Linked DNA regions of Ovis aries: region 1 is linked to region 2. Evidence: chromatin contacts called from public Hi-C data. All regions are on one chromosome and are shown on one strand. The core of a region is the stretch at or near the end of the contact, and the rest is flanking DNA. Distances in the headings are between cores, read along the strand shown. Region 1 overlaps WDFY2 (WD repeat and FYVE domain containing 2). Region 2 holds the start of WDFY2 (WD repeat and FYVE domain containing 2).

The links. A called contact is a pair of places that touch in the nucleus more often than the background predicts.
Region 1: a Hi-C map of hypothalamus shows a contact between it and region 2, with 4 times the contacts expected there. The contact joins the enhancer-like site here to the promoter of WDFY2 in region 2. A contact is called at or near these places in 9 of 16 Hi-C or Micro-C datasets (blood, hypothalamus, liver and 5 more).

Annotation. Positions count from the first base shown.
Region 1 is chr10:21,394,019-21,397,769 of ARS-UI_Ramb_v3.0, reverse strand. The region is part of intron 1 of WDFY2 (WD repeat and FYVE domain containing 2); the gene reads right to left. Among named protein-coding and RNA genes, the nearest start is that of WDFY2, 61 kb to the right of the region's middle. Within about 2 kb of position 2,374, at least 8 of the 54 cell types and tissues checked have an H3K27ac peak or open chromatin away from gene starts, as enhancers often do. A contact at or near this core is called in hypothalamus, where this site is marked.
Region 2 is chr10:21,333,428-21,337,193 of ARS-UI_Ramb_v3.0, reverse strand. It overlaps WDFY2 (WD repeat and FYVE domain containing 2), which reads right to left and starts at 2,325. Exons shown (of 12, transcript XM_027973574.2): 1 at 1,962-2,325. The coding sequence starts at 2,098.

The DNA of each region.
Region 1 (3,751 bases), core at 1,125-3,624, 61 kb before region 2:
ATACTCCAAAGAAATAAGAAAGGGAATGGTATTCCCAGGCTGCCTCCCATCCCCGCCCCCCACAAGTTATTCCAAAGACCTGAATCCAGCGCCTGTCTGAGCTACAACCTCAGCCAGGACAGATGTGTGCTCCTCACAGCCTGCCCCAGCTCAGCAGCCATTATGATCACACAGAGGGGTACAATCAAGTGTGTGTGTGTGTGTTGGGGGGGTGCTTCCTTTATGAGATTTTTGCAGGTTTCTGTTCGACTTTCTTGTTTTGACCAGTGCTAATACTCAGATGCTGCCAGTGGAGTTGAGTTGGACACGGTTGCTGAACTGTGTATCTGCCCACGTGTCTGTGTGTGTGTGCACGTTTATACAGAGATATACAGCCAGGCACCACACCAGGTCCACCGTTCCACATCCTATCCAGGAATATACCCTCTGTTCTACATTCTAGCCATCTTTAAGTCCACTTATCCTGGCGGGGACAATGAACTATCGGGTTGGGAACAACTTGCGTTTTCTAAAACTATTAAAATCCTCAAAGTTAGGAATTCTACCCCACTGCCCCACAAGCGCACTTACACATTCAATCAATGACCTCTTTTTTTTTTTTTAGTTTTGGTGCTGCTGAGTCTTCATTGCTGTGGGCGGGCTTTCTCTAATTGTGGCAATCGGGGGCTTCGCTTGTTGCAAAGAACAGGCTCTAGGCGCCTGGGCTTGGTTGCTTCACAGCATGTGGGATCTTCCTAGACCAGGGATGGAACCCGAGTCCCCTGCATTGGCAGGAGGAATTTTAACCACTGGACCACCAGGGAAGTCCAATCACTGACTTTTTGATCATTAATTCATTCAACAAACATTTTATTAAAAACCTGTACGGATGTGAGAGTTAGTCCAGAAACAAGGCTAAGTGCTAAAGAATTGATACTTTCAAACTACGGTGCTGGAGAGAAGACTCTTGAGAGGCCCTTGGACAGCAAGGAGATCAAACCAGTCAATCCTAAAGGAAATAAACCCTGAATAATTCACTGGAAGGACTGTTGCTAGAGCTGGTGTTTCAATGCTTTAGCCACCTGATACGAAGGGCCGCCTCATTGGAAAAGACCCTGATGCTGGGAAAGACTGAAGGCAAAAGGAGAAGGCGGTGGCAGAGGGTGAGACGGACCTGAATTTGAGCAAACTCCAGGGGACAGTCGGAGACAGAGGAATGTGGCGTGCTATAGTCTATGGGGTCGCAAAGAGTCAGACACGACTTAGCTACTGAACAACAACAACAAAAGGGACTAGTACATGAAATGCACAAAAACAAACAAACGCCAGCTGTGCACTAAGATGCACGGGAGGGAGAAGCCCGTGCACTGTCCAGGAGCATCACGAGCATCTTACTCTGACGACAGAGCTGGGTCAGGGGACGGTGGGTGAAGCTTTCGAGGGCTCTGCCACCCTGAAGAGTCTGGATTCTTACTTTGAGGATGCTGGGAAGCTGATGGAGGGTGAGCAGCCGGCCACAAACTCCGAATATTTTTGTTTGTTCAGGAGAAGACTGGAGAAGCCTGGTTACCCTAAAGTAACCACATTGGAGGATGTGGTCAGAACAACAAGCAAAAAAGGAGGAGGCCTTGGACGAGAGAGGAGGTCAGAAACACTGGGTGGGGAAGATCCCCTGGAGAAGGGCATGGCAACTCACGCCAGTGTTCTTGCCTGGGAAGTGCCATGGACAGAGGAGCCTGGTGGGCTCTAGTTCATGGGGTTGCACAGACACACACTGAGCGCACATACCACACCAGGAAACGCTGTACAAGCACCTGGCCCCGGGGGCTGTCCTTCGGGGCTGGCCCGAGAGGTGGAGTGCTGTGTGAATGGTGGTGCCATTCTTCAATAAGTGATTCCTGTGGGGGGCAATGCTGACTTCATCTTGAACTTGCTGAACCTGCAGACTGAATTAGTGAGCTACCTACTACTGCCTGCCTGCAGTCCAGTGCGAGACCTGAGCTGAAAAATTAACATCTGGGAGTCACTACACACAAGCAGTAGGTAAATCATCAGTGAAGAAAAAGGAGAGGGCTAAAGACAAAGCCATGAGTAACACCAAAAGGTAAGCGATGCAGAACCAAAAAAGATCCCTGAAGACCTCAGTGAGGGCTGCCAGGGAAGTAGGAGGAAAGCCCTTTACTTCTCAGAACCCGCACGTGTCCTAATTTTTTGGTCCAGAAAATAAGGTCACTATAAACATACCTAAGACTGAACCAAATTCACAGTGCTCACAATAAAAAGCCATCTATATAGGTCACTATTTTGAAGGAAGAGGGAAGATTGGAGGCGGTGACAACCAGGAGGCCACAGGTTGCTAAGCTACTGGGTAAAATAAGACGGGGCGTCTACCCATGTCGAATAAATCCAGGCTTTTAAGAATGTGCCCTAGAATGATGCAACCTTCATTAGTTACCATAGCGATGAGCTTCATTTCCCTGGGGGACAATTGTTATTTTTGCCACCACTCGGGGTGGAGGTGCAGGGAGTGAATCCTACTGTGTTTTGAAGACCCTGAATTTTCAGGGATTACTTTTCTACTAGATCACACATTACAACCTCCTTACTAACAAAGGCAATCCCTATCAATCTGCAGACTAACAGAACTTTGAGCAGTGGGATGTGAGTCAATGTCTTTTTGTAGTTTTCACAGTGACATGCTTCAAGGGGAAAAAAAAAAGTGCCTCTAATGCAGAGAGAATGTCGTGGAGATTCTTGGAAAACAGAGCTGAAAGATTTTTTTTTTTTTCCTATGATTATTCGTAGTAAGAACTGACTATGACATTCTCATTATATGCATTCAGATCACACGGAGTAAAGAAACTAAATCAAATCTTCTACAAAACACTGTGTATTTCTGTATGGAGGGTTTTTCCCAGGATAGACAGAGGCTGCTGTGTGGACTGAATGAAGGCGGCTGGGGGATTTCAGAGTCAGGGGCTCAAGCTGGGAGCTCTCCAGATTCTAGACCACAGTGCCAGGCAGCTCAGTTCCAAGTATTAACCAGCTCACTACATCAGACCTAAACAACTCTGCTGAACCACAGACACTTGGACTTCTTTTCCCACGGCTGTAGGAACCTAGCAATCAGCAGCTGGAGAAGAGATGTGGCTGTTTTATAGTTCAACACCTTGAGCTTTGAAAGGAACTCCTGCTTTAAAAACAAAAACAGTCATTCCAATCATTTACAGCCTCGTGTTTCATCAAGGGGTGCTAACCGCAGCCATTCCCCCCAGGGCATTTTAACCAGCTGGATAATTTCTCTTCAACCAAAGGTCACCAAAGCCTTTACATTTAGAGTTTTAAAAGTCACGACCAAATGGCAATATCTTCATTGGTTTTTGTGTGAGTGTGTGTGACTCTTTGCCACCCCTTGAACTGTAGCCCACCAGGCTCCTCTGTCCATGGGGTTTTTCAGGCAAGAATACTGGAGAGGGTTGCCATTTCCTTCTCCAGGGGATCTTTCCCACCCAGGGATCAAACCCATATCTCCTAGATCTCCTGTCATTGTTTCTTAAAAATCTATAAAATGAAATCTCCAAATGAGATTAAACAAACCCAGATGTCAGAGGAGAGATTATAAACACACATGAAATACAGGTAATTGTTATCTTTATCAATCAGTAGTAAGAGTCTTGAGAGAAACAAGCCCCTAATTCTGAGTCCTTTTATTACTGATAAACCCTATTCTGTGCCTGCAAATAGTTTACTTGCAGTGGAGACTTGTTTTGCA
Region 2 (3,766 bases), core at 1,076-3,575:
AGTAAAAATTAATATACAGCTAAACACTATAGCCATTTTGTCCCATAATCAAATGAAATGTATCTTCACTTTCTTTCATATATGCTACTTCAGTGTCTCCAAATACTCTAAAACGTACCCCAACTAAAGTCGTTTCCTTTAGTATAAACAGTGACATGGAAATCAGAAACTAGGAGCCAAGCTTGATTTCACCACCAGGTACATGAATTTGGGCAGGTAGATTCTCTGGCTTAAATTTTCTCAACCGTAAAATGAAGGTGTTATAGCAAGTAATCTCTAAGATCCCTTTGAACACTTAAAAAAAAAGAAAACTAACTTCTACTTCCAAAGTAGAAAGTTCCAAAACTAATACTAAAGCCACTTAGGTTTTAATTACCTTTCTCCCTCTCCTACTTGATTCAACAAACTTACTTATGAATTTCCTACAGCAGTCAGAATGAGCAGTTTCATCTCTAGTAGTTAAAGAAAGGGAAAGTGACGTCTATCAATATATTCTCTTTTAAAAAAGCACAATTCTGTGACAAAGAATTTCTAGGTCCAGAAGCATCCTCTTCAGTAGAGTTTTGCCTCTGTGGAAAAATTAAACACTCTTAAGCTTTCTCTGTGAATTTCAAGTGGTTTCTACATCCATATATTCCATTACAGCCCATGAATTTCTTCTGTTCTTAGCAGACTGCTTGCCGTTGGTGTATGTTTACAGTATTTCCCCTTGGATCTGTATAGGAGGTGAATCAGGAATCATTTGGCCATCTTATGGCGTACGATGTAGACTAAAATATGACATTAATATGTAATCATCCTAATTATACTGAAGAATCTATGATATGAATAGATCTGTCAGGCACATTTTCTGAGACCACTCTGCATGCAAAGCACTGAAATGACTATAAAGACTGTATGAACACATTGTTGCTTCACTTTTCTTTGCCTGAAATTTTACGAGTCACCAAGAAAAAATATGTTTTACCTCAGTACAATGTTAACTTACATTAAGAAAACCTATCTACCATTTAAAGGCTAAAGCTCCTTGTCATATACCTCTACAATATGACATTTTGTAGAATACCAGTTGATACTATAAAAGCAACAATTTCAGATCAAAACTATTACTACTATATTCAAGCTTCATTCCTCTGGAAATGAGCTTCATCTGCATAATCTTTGCATATTAAAGGACATTAAGTTCAAACAAACAAAAAAACAGCACTGTCTAAAAAACATGGGAGAATACTACAGGCAGAACAACTGGCTCTACTTCTGCAAATTAAGCAAAATTAGGCAAAAAAAAAAGTAAGGAAGCCAGCAAAGGGAAGGAACTCCAGAGCTATTTGCAGCAGCGGTCCCTCCAAAAGTTCTAGGAGCTTCCCCTTGAGCTTAAAGAGGGCAAAGGAGAGAAGTCAGCTATCCTTCTGGGCAGAAGCCCAGATACTCTTCACAACTTGCAATATTTATTGAATTCAGTGGAAGATGTCTGGGAGATCTGGATTCGGTGAGAATGTCTGGGCGAAGGGAGTGGCATTTGCTTTCCTCAGCCTGGAGCCTTCAGAACTGTACCAGAGTTCTCAAAACCCCTTAGCTACCTTACAGAAGAGGTCTGAGCATCCTCCCCACGCACACACCTGCAGGGCCGGGCAGCGCCTCCCTCTCCCTCCACTGTCCTCGGGGCTGGACCAAGGTCCAGTGGCCGGCGCACCGCTAGTCCAAGAGCACCCTGACCCCGGCGGACGCCACCCGGGCAAGTCCCAACAGAATGCCGCCGTCCCGGCTCCGTGTCCCGGAGCCACGCAGCGGCGGTGACTGCGCGGCTGGACACCCGCACCAGCAGGATGCGCATCAGAATAAAAACTTGGACGAGCGCTCTCGCCCTCGCGCCGACGTGGAGGCATGGCCCCAGAAGCGGGCTTCGGGGACCGCCGGCCTGTCCCGCCCCTGCTCGCGGCCGAGGGGGCAGCGGTTCTCACCTGTCCTCCGAGACACTGATGACACCCTCCTCCTTGGGCACGATCACGGCCATGTTCACCACGTCCTGAGAGCCCTCGACCCGCTGCAGCAGGATCGGCTTGCGGGTCAGCGGCTTGGGCTGGATCTCTGCCGCCATCGGAGGAGGGGGCGCGCCGGGGGCGCCGCGGCCAACTGCGCCGAGGGATTGGGCTGAGACGACCGCTCGAGAGCGGGCACCAGCTGAGACAGAGACTCTGTTTGGCCGGAGCGGGCCGCCGGGGACCCGCGATCATAGCCTGGCCGCCTCCCCCGGGGACGACTCCGCGCTCCCGGCTTCGGGCAACGAAACCGCCACGACCGGCGCTGCAACCCGGCGCCACCACCGGAGGGAGGGGGCGGAGAGTCGGGGGGCGGGGCCGACGGGGCGGGGCCTGCCGCAGGGGGTGGCCGCTGGTGGGCGCGAGGGCGGCTGCACTTCCGGGAGGGTGGTGGAGGAGGAGGAGGAGGAGGAGGAGGAGGGGAAACTGACAAAGGGGGCGGGGCGCTGGCGGCCCAATGCGCGTGCGCCGCCCGTCCACTAGGGCAGTTTCCGCCCCACTCCGCCATTCCCGTAGCCTCGCCGCACCGCCTCTAGAGCGCATGCTCCTCCGTCACCCGCGGTCCCCTGGTCACCTTCCACACCCAGTGTTTAGTGCCCTCCCTTTTTCATCTCTCGTGAACGCGCACGTACACACTCCTGGGAACGCGCTTGGGGTGTCCCGCCCACCGCAAAAATCCCTGAAAAGGGGGCGTTAGTGGGGCGGGGAAAAGCTAGCCTGGGCGAGGCCGGAAAGAAAAGAATCCCACAGGAAGGAAAGAAGCTGAACGCGTTGGCGCGAGATTGGGCATGCGCACGAGTAATCTGTCCCTCGCGGGGCGGGGGCCTGACCACCGAGCAGGCTTAGCTGCTCCCAACACGCATCTGCCCCGGGCTGCTGAGTGGTACCCCGTGGTCTCCTGGGAGTAGTAGTTCTTCAGAGCTGCCTTTCCCTCGTCCTGAGATGACCTATCGCCTACTTATCGTTCCTGTCCTGGGGAGCTTGGTGGCCTCGGAATCACTGCCTGCAACGTCCTCTAAAACAGAGAACCAAAGGGCAGCCCTCGGTGGAGCGGACAGTCGCCGTACTCCTGCCACTGCCCGTAATAGTGGAGCGCCAGAAGTCGGGGAGAAAAGATCTCATGCAAGCATCTTCGAAGGAGCTTTGAGATGACCTGTGTTGTCAACCTCCTCTTTTTCTTGGATGGCCGCGTTACTAGCCCTTAGTTAAACTGTAGCTTCAAGTTAGGGCTGTGGCACCCCCCAGACTTGAACTCAGGCACCCATGTTCCTTGGTCCTTCTTCCCATTCCCCAGTGGTCCTTTCTTTCTAGCTTGCACTGGAAACAATGGAGAGAGTTATTGTAATGACTGAATGAATGTCAGTTGCTTGGCACAGGGCCTGGCTTGTGGGGTCGTTGGTTATGTAATAACCCCATTAGCCCTCCCACAGTTATCTTGGTCTATGTGGTGTGACTGGGCTGGCAAGGGCTCTGGAGGGGAGAAAAATAATATGCCAGAGCTGGACAAAGAACGGGATGGGCCTTGTAGAAATGCCTGTCTTATAGGGCAAGTTTTGGCACAGCTTTGGTGATAGGTCTCTGTTTCTTTACCACCTCCCGTCTTCATAGAAATTCTCTAAGGCACTTGAAAGGGAGGTTGAGATATTTTCCAGCTTTGTAACCTAGAACAAGGCATTCCACTTCTCTGAGCCTCTAGTTGACCATCTACTAAATGTAGGATAATAAAA